Linked DNA regions of Astyanax mexicanus: region 1 is linked to region 2. Evidence: chromatin contacts called from public Hi-C data. All regions are on one chromosome and are shown on one strand. Each heading gives the region's core, a stretch centred on a gene start, on an enhancer-like site or on the middle of the called end of the contact. The rest is flanking DNA. Distances are from core to core; before and after follow the strand shown. Region 1 overlaps arhgap27l (Rho GTPase activating protein 27, like). Region 2 overlaps wnk4b (WNK lysine deficient protein kinase 4b).

Region 1 (3,193 bases), core at 23-2,522, 150 kb after region 2:
TTGAACAACAGAAACTGAAGGTTTTATCCATTTACAAACTAGGATTGGATTACGTGATCTGATCCGATTTCAGAATGCTTCTTTCCCTTTTGAACAACCCGTTTTCCAAATTTGATCTAATCTGATAACCAAAATCCGATAAGACAACTGGCCCATGGGGATAAAAAAAAATGAATTTGTTCCAATTCTGTAACGATTTAGGTATTATTATTAAAAATGCTGTAGCTTTTCGTAGTGAACGTTCAGAAAAACTTGAAGCAAGCAAGGCCTTTAATGTTGGGGGCATTACTAGGGATGTCGTGGGGGGCTGGGTAATTGGTTATATATTGGAAGTAGAGCTGGGCGATGAATCGATTTTATCGATTAATTCGAATTTACAGTTTACGATGTTTTTTATTTGTGTCTTTGGGAAAAGAAAAGTGCTTCTCCCAGCGGAATGAACACAGCAGCAGAACACCATCCAAAGTAAAAAAAAAAAGCAACTGACACATCTTCCAACCGTGTACCAGGTTCTGCATGCACTACAGTTTATGATATTTTGCATATTCATGAGAGAAGATCATCTCATTTTATAGAACACTGGTACTAATTTTAAAGCTTTGTTTTGCAATTCAAGCCCAATGGGGAAAGTCTGTGCTTAACATCATATTAAATTGTACTTGTGCATTGTGTCAGTACCTAAACTATGCTGGAGAAAGCTTTATAAAGTTAGTAGATGTTCTCACTGTTTACAATATTTTGTTTTGCTTGTTTCAGGTTGCACTTTAACCACAAAGGGGACATTTAAGTGAAAACTAAATAAATAAAAAACTAGTTTTTAACAACCATTTCCTTATCATCTTTAATTTGATTTTTAGTAGGGGGAAAAAAAAATTAAATTTAAATTGAAAATCTGATTTTTTTTTTGGCCCAGCTCTAATTGGAAGCAAATGAAACGGTTTTCAAAAAGATGAATGTACCAGAGTTCCTGAATAAATTAAATAACAAAATTAATACATTTAATAAATTAAATAACAAAATGACCTGCCAAAAAAAAGACACTTCGAATCAAATCAAACAAATAATTATTTAAAACAAGTGAAACTAAGTTAGAATTAAGTGGATTATCCTCATAATATTACTACAATAATCTCAAAATGAAAAATATTAGCTACTTTTGCAAATGCTTCAGTTATAAACAACTCATTTTAAAGCTCTGTGATTTCAGACTGCAGCTCACCTTTGATGTAGCCCTTGTCTTTGACAGCCTGAAGTGTAGGTCGTCTCTGCAGGAACTTGCGCAGTTTGGTGCGGACGCGACCCTGATCTGTGTCTGCAGCGGATGTGGAGCTCTGCCTCACCGCTGAGTCAAATAACAAACAATACACATTTAGAACAAGATTTAATCCATATTTAATAAAACATGTACTGCCATTAGCTCAGATTCATTTTAAAACCCACCAGCAATGCAAAGCTCAACTGAGAGCTGAGGTTAAAGATTTGCTGCTGTAAGGTTTAGAACAGTGTATTGCTGTGATTAATACAATTTTTTAAATCCTTTAAAACCAATACTAAAAAGCTAAACAATATTGGTCATAAACGTTTGTTAAGAGCAGGGTAATAACAGAAAAGTGCTGGACTCTGGTCAGAAATCACACATCTGCCACTAGATGTCACCTTTCTATTGGCTGATAATTGCTGACAGGATGGCTAAACCACATGATCATTTAAGGGGTCATCCCGAGTAATCCCAGGCTGCTGATTTTATTTCTATAGAAGGTTCAGCTTTATTTTTATAAAGAGCAGAAATTAGTTATTTCTGCCTTTTTTCTCCACTGTGGTGTGTTTGATAGAGTGGGGCAAATGAACCCCTAATTTCAGGGTTCATACACTTTTAAACAATTAATTTCCAGTGTATTTAATGACTTTTTCATGACTATTCCATGTCTTTAAGGCAAATGTTCATGACCACACAATCTTTAAAACATCAGTGCAGAAATGAACAAACAATAATAATCTCATAAATTGATAATAGGCCTAAATTTAATAAGATAAAAAAAACATTCTTTAAGCAATGTTGACACAGAATCTTCAATAATAAAATGTGTCTCAAATCCTAAGAGATTTATTGTGTAGGGCTAAATAACTTAATTTACTGATCTGATTTGTTAACTTAAAATAGCTTCTCTGTCAATAAATGAAAGGGACATTCTAGGATTTTGGTACATTTCCTGTCCCACCACTTAAATTTCAAATGTACATATCCAAAATATCTAAATGACTATTTTTTGTGAAAAATGTACTTGTTATAAGACAAACTGTAAAATTTGGTGGAAAAATAAGCTCCTTAGATATTATTCAAAAGACCGAATACCTTTGGACCACCTCAAAAAATGGCCGTTTTCTCTTGTCCCACACATTGGGGGACCAACTCCTTTGGCAAATTTAACAGTTAAAATAAGCTCTAAAAAAATGACTTCCTCTTGTATATTGTTGATATGCATCTCCTTTACTTACAAAAACAACTTCTTTGGTCTACATTGTATTACATGTTACAGTTTTTATGCTATTATTAATTTGTGTCCCACAACATGCGCGCAACCCTGTTACCATAAGGAATTTTACCTGGCATAGAAAGAGTTAAAAATATTTGTCTACTGGCACAAAGGAAGTGACATCACAAGGACATTTTCTGCCCACATGGCAAGACCAAGAGTAAGTGCTCTAAAAAATTTTAAGTTTTTTTTTTCCAAATATGTTTGTCCAAGTTGTGTGTGTCACTCAGTGAACGCAACCCTGTTACTCATATTGTAAGACTAATAATGAGGAGAGTCAATTTTTTCTTTATATACTTATAGAACCATGTTTGTCCTTGATCTTGTATACATAGCTAAATTTTACAGTTAGCATCTGTTCCTGGGGTAAACCACAACTTAGCCTAGATTTGCAACCCTGTTACTCGCAACCCTGTTACTGTAATATATTGTATACCAACCTAAGCATCTAATTAAAAAAACTGCTTTGATACCCGAGCTTGACGAATCAAACTTTTTGATAGTCTATTACTCGTATTTAATAAATATATGACTAAAAATGATCAAATTGAAGATCACATTTTCAGAAGTGACCAAAATCCTGAAATGTACCAAAATCCTGGAATGTCCCGAAAAAGGTTTGTAGAGCAAATTTCTGACTTCTACAAAACTTCCTGGGT
Region 2 (3,294 bases), core at 138-2,637:
TTCGGTAGATGGAAGTGGTTGGTCAGAATAACCATTATTAACTATTATTTGGCTATTTGGACCATATTTATTTTGCACTATAAGGCACACTTAGAAGTTTAGGGGTGACTATTATCGACCTGTAGCCATCTGCTAACCCCAGCTAGTATTAGTATTAGCCACAAACTGCGCTAAGCGGTAGCTCTTTCACCATTTACAGGCGAGTATATCTGTATAACTGTAGCCTGCAAATTTACCGTGTTAAAACAAGATACGCTAGCTAATATCCCCCTGGCTTACTGGAACAAACAGGATTCCTCAGTGTAGTGACGTTGAGTGACATTTACTAGTGCTAGCGGTTAGCTGCTGTGGCTAATGCTGCTGCACCCAGCCTTAGTGGAAATCTGGAAGCGCTTCACTCACTTAAATAAACAGTTTTCAATAGACAAATCTGTGTAGACTAACATCCATTGCTCGTTTTTTTAAGAATTAGAGTACCTTCTTTCTTCTTGCCGGAAACAATGCCGACACCCCTTTCTGTTCCTTACTAGTGTTGCATAATGCCGTTTTATACTCCAATGTGCCTTATAGTGCGAAAATACTTTTTAATTAATTTAATTTATTATTTAAGCATGGAACGATTGTGAAATATGTGGAAATAAACAGTAGTCTGCCTCAGGTATGAGATCAAATGAATAATCACGTTCAAAAAAGAGAGAAGTGAGAACTTTAACTGCATCAGTCGTTTTCATAAGTGGTTGATTCAAAGCATGTAAGGGAAGGATTATACTCTAGGACTCATTGTGGGCTGTTGATTGGTTGAGTGTGTGAGTGTCCTCTACCGTACTCACTGTATTCTGTGGGCTGGCTGAAGTGGAGGATGAAGGGGAACTGCTGTTGGAGCTGCTGGTGGAGCTGAAGGATGAAGAGCTTTCGATAATTTTCTCCTGAAGCTTCTCTCGTGGTCTTGCATGGATCTCCAGCTGGGGGCTCGTCCGGGATCCTGCAGCTGGGTTTGAGCTACTCTGCACAGGCTGCCGGACCTCTGTGGGCAGATCTGTGATCGCTGGTGCAACAGAGGGCATGTTTGCTTGGATTCCCTCAGATGAACTCATATTTCGAGCGGATGCAGAGTTGTCCTCGTGTGGATCTGGCCTGCGGGCTTGCACGTGGGGGTCTGGATGCTGGTTTGTATCCACAAACTGCCCTGCTATCGAAGCTGCCTGGTTGTATGGTCCTTCATTTTGCCCCATTGCTTGAAGCTGGGCTCCAAACATTTGTGCATAGCTTTGCTGGGGTGCCATGGGGGGTAGGTAAGCTTGGGGCATGTTGCTGGGCATGGACGTAGGGGGCATGAAGGACTGTGCCACACTCATAGCCAGTGACAACACGTTAGCCAGCGAGAAAAGTGGTTGCTGAGGCGGCCACATCCCTGGAGCTGGAGCATTTGGAGGCATGCCGTAAGCAGCGGCACTCTCAGCCGGATCACCTACTTGCTGGACTGGTCCAGGAGTAGGTCCAGGATAGGGGGTTGGTAAGTTTGGAGCTGCGAGGTTGGGGTTGCTGGGGTTTCGAGTGAGTGGAGACGGGTTGATGGAGCCTTTGAGGGGCACTGGATTGACCATGTATGGGTAGGGGGAGTTAGGCATGTAGTGTTGTTTGGGGAATTGTTGGGGCATGGTAGGCATCTGGTTAGGAATCAAGAGAGGGAGGGCATCTGGGTTGGAGTACTGTGGGTACTGAGAGGCAGCAGGGTGGTAAGGGTGAGTGGAGCCTGTAAGACAGATCAGAGACACTGGAATCAGTTTTCCTGGTAGTAAAAGTATAGTTTACATCTCTTTGGATTCAGGTTTCATCCTGATTTTGTGAACATTTATGGACAAACCTCTATTTTGCCTCTAATTTAACAATAACATTCTGAGATCAATGCTAAGTTAAATTTCAACCAGGCTTAATTACTTAGAACCAGACCTGTAGAAGTTATTGACATATCTCAGTGTGGTAAAGGTTACAAAGTCATTTCTAAAGCACTAGGACTCCAGTGAACCACAGTGAGAGCTATTAATCACAAATGGAGAAAACATGGAACACTGGAGAACCTTCCCAGGAGTGGCTGGCCAATCAAAATTATTCCAAAAGGGCATGGACAACTCACCCAGGAGATCACAAAAGAAATCAGAACAACATTTAATGAACTGCAGGTCTTACTTGCCTCAGTTAAGGTCAGTGTTAATGATTCAATAATAAGAAAGAGACTGGGTGAAAATGGTCTCCATGGGAAAATTACAAGATAAAAAACACTGCTGACCAAAAAACATCTTGATGATCCCCAGGACTTTGGGTAAATATTCTTTGGACTGACCTGACAAAAGTGGAACTTTTTGGAAGGTGTGTGTATCGTTACATTTGGCATAAAATTAACACATATATTCAGAAAAAGAACATCATACTGAATGTAAAACATGGTGGTGGTAGTCTGATGGTCTGGGGCTACTTTGCTGCTTCAGGGCCTGGACAATTTGCTGTAACAGATGGAACCAGGAATTCTGCTGTTTACCAGAAAATCCTGAAGCAGAATATAGAGCCATCACTTTGTGACCTCAAGCTCAGGTGTTCTTGGGTTCTGCAGCAGGACAATGATCCAAAGCACACAAACAAGTCCACCTCTGAATGGCTTTAAGAAAACTAAATGGTCCAAAAGGTTTTGTAGTGGCCTAGTCAAAGTCTTATTATATCTCTGTATATACGTATGGTTTTTAATATAACAGTATTTTTAGTAAAGACATAAAAAGGCATAAGAATGCTTTCCAACGTTATTAAACCACAGCCAGGCCTGTTCATGGTGATTCAACCAGCAGGAAACAGTTGAAGAGCAGGAAGTCTCAGCATGTGCTTCTGCTGAGAGCCCTGTCACACATCCTGAAGTGGCCTTGCGCCTGAGGGAGGTGGAGACATATCCGGTGCATGACACTGGATCTGCTGTATGTGTGCCTGTTCTTCATTCTGAACACTGTAGGCCACAAATAGACTTTTCACAGACAGAGCACACAGTCATATGGTTGGGAACATGCTGCCTCCCTTCGAAACGATTCCCTGTGCGGCACATTGGGCAGATGTTCCATTAGTTTTAGAGCTTTTGTTAAAGCTATAAAGGTCTCCTCCTGCTAAAGTACACTTTTTCTTGTTCTTTGTGAAATACTATAGCTCTCTCCGAGTTGTACCTGTATGTGCATGCTGCATATGAAACAGTTCTTCAACCTCCACTGTCTGCAGTAGCTAAGAAAAGAAAATACTCAGAAAAACGAGTCGATCAGA

What was found. Hi-C and Micro-C count contacts between places; a contact is called where the count stands out from the background.
Region 1: a Hi-C map of blood shows a contact between it and region 2, with 4 times the contacts expected there. The contact joins two enhancer-like sites.

What each region holds. Positions count from the first base shown.
Region 1 is chr3:7,837,764-7,840,956 of AstMex3_surface, forward strand. It overlaps arhgap27l (Rho GTPase activating protein 27, like), which reads right to left. Exons shown (of 19, transcript XM_049476087.1): 14 at 1,220-1,342. Among protein-coding and RNA genes, the nearest start is that of wnk4b, 27 kb to the left of the region's middle. Within about 2 kb of position 1,273, the one cell type or tissue checked has an H3K27ac peak away from gene starts, as active enhancers do.
Region 2 is chr3:7,683,809-7,687,102 of AstMex3_surface, forward strand. wnk4b (WNK lysine deficient protein kinase 4b) reads right to left here. Exons shown (of 22, transcript XM_022667983.2): 17 at 831-1,753. Among protein-coding and RNA genes, the nearest start is that of tanc2a, 47 kb to the left of the region's middle. Within about 2 kb of position 1,388, the one cell type or tissue checked has an H3K27ac peak away from gene starts, as active enhancers do.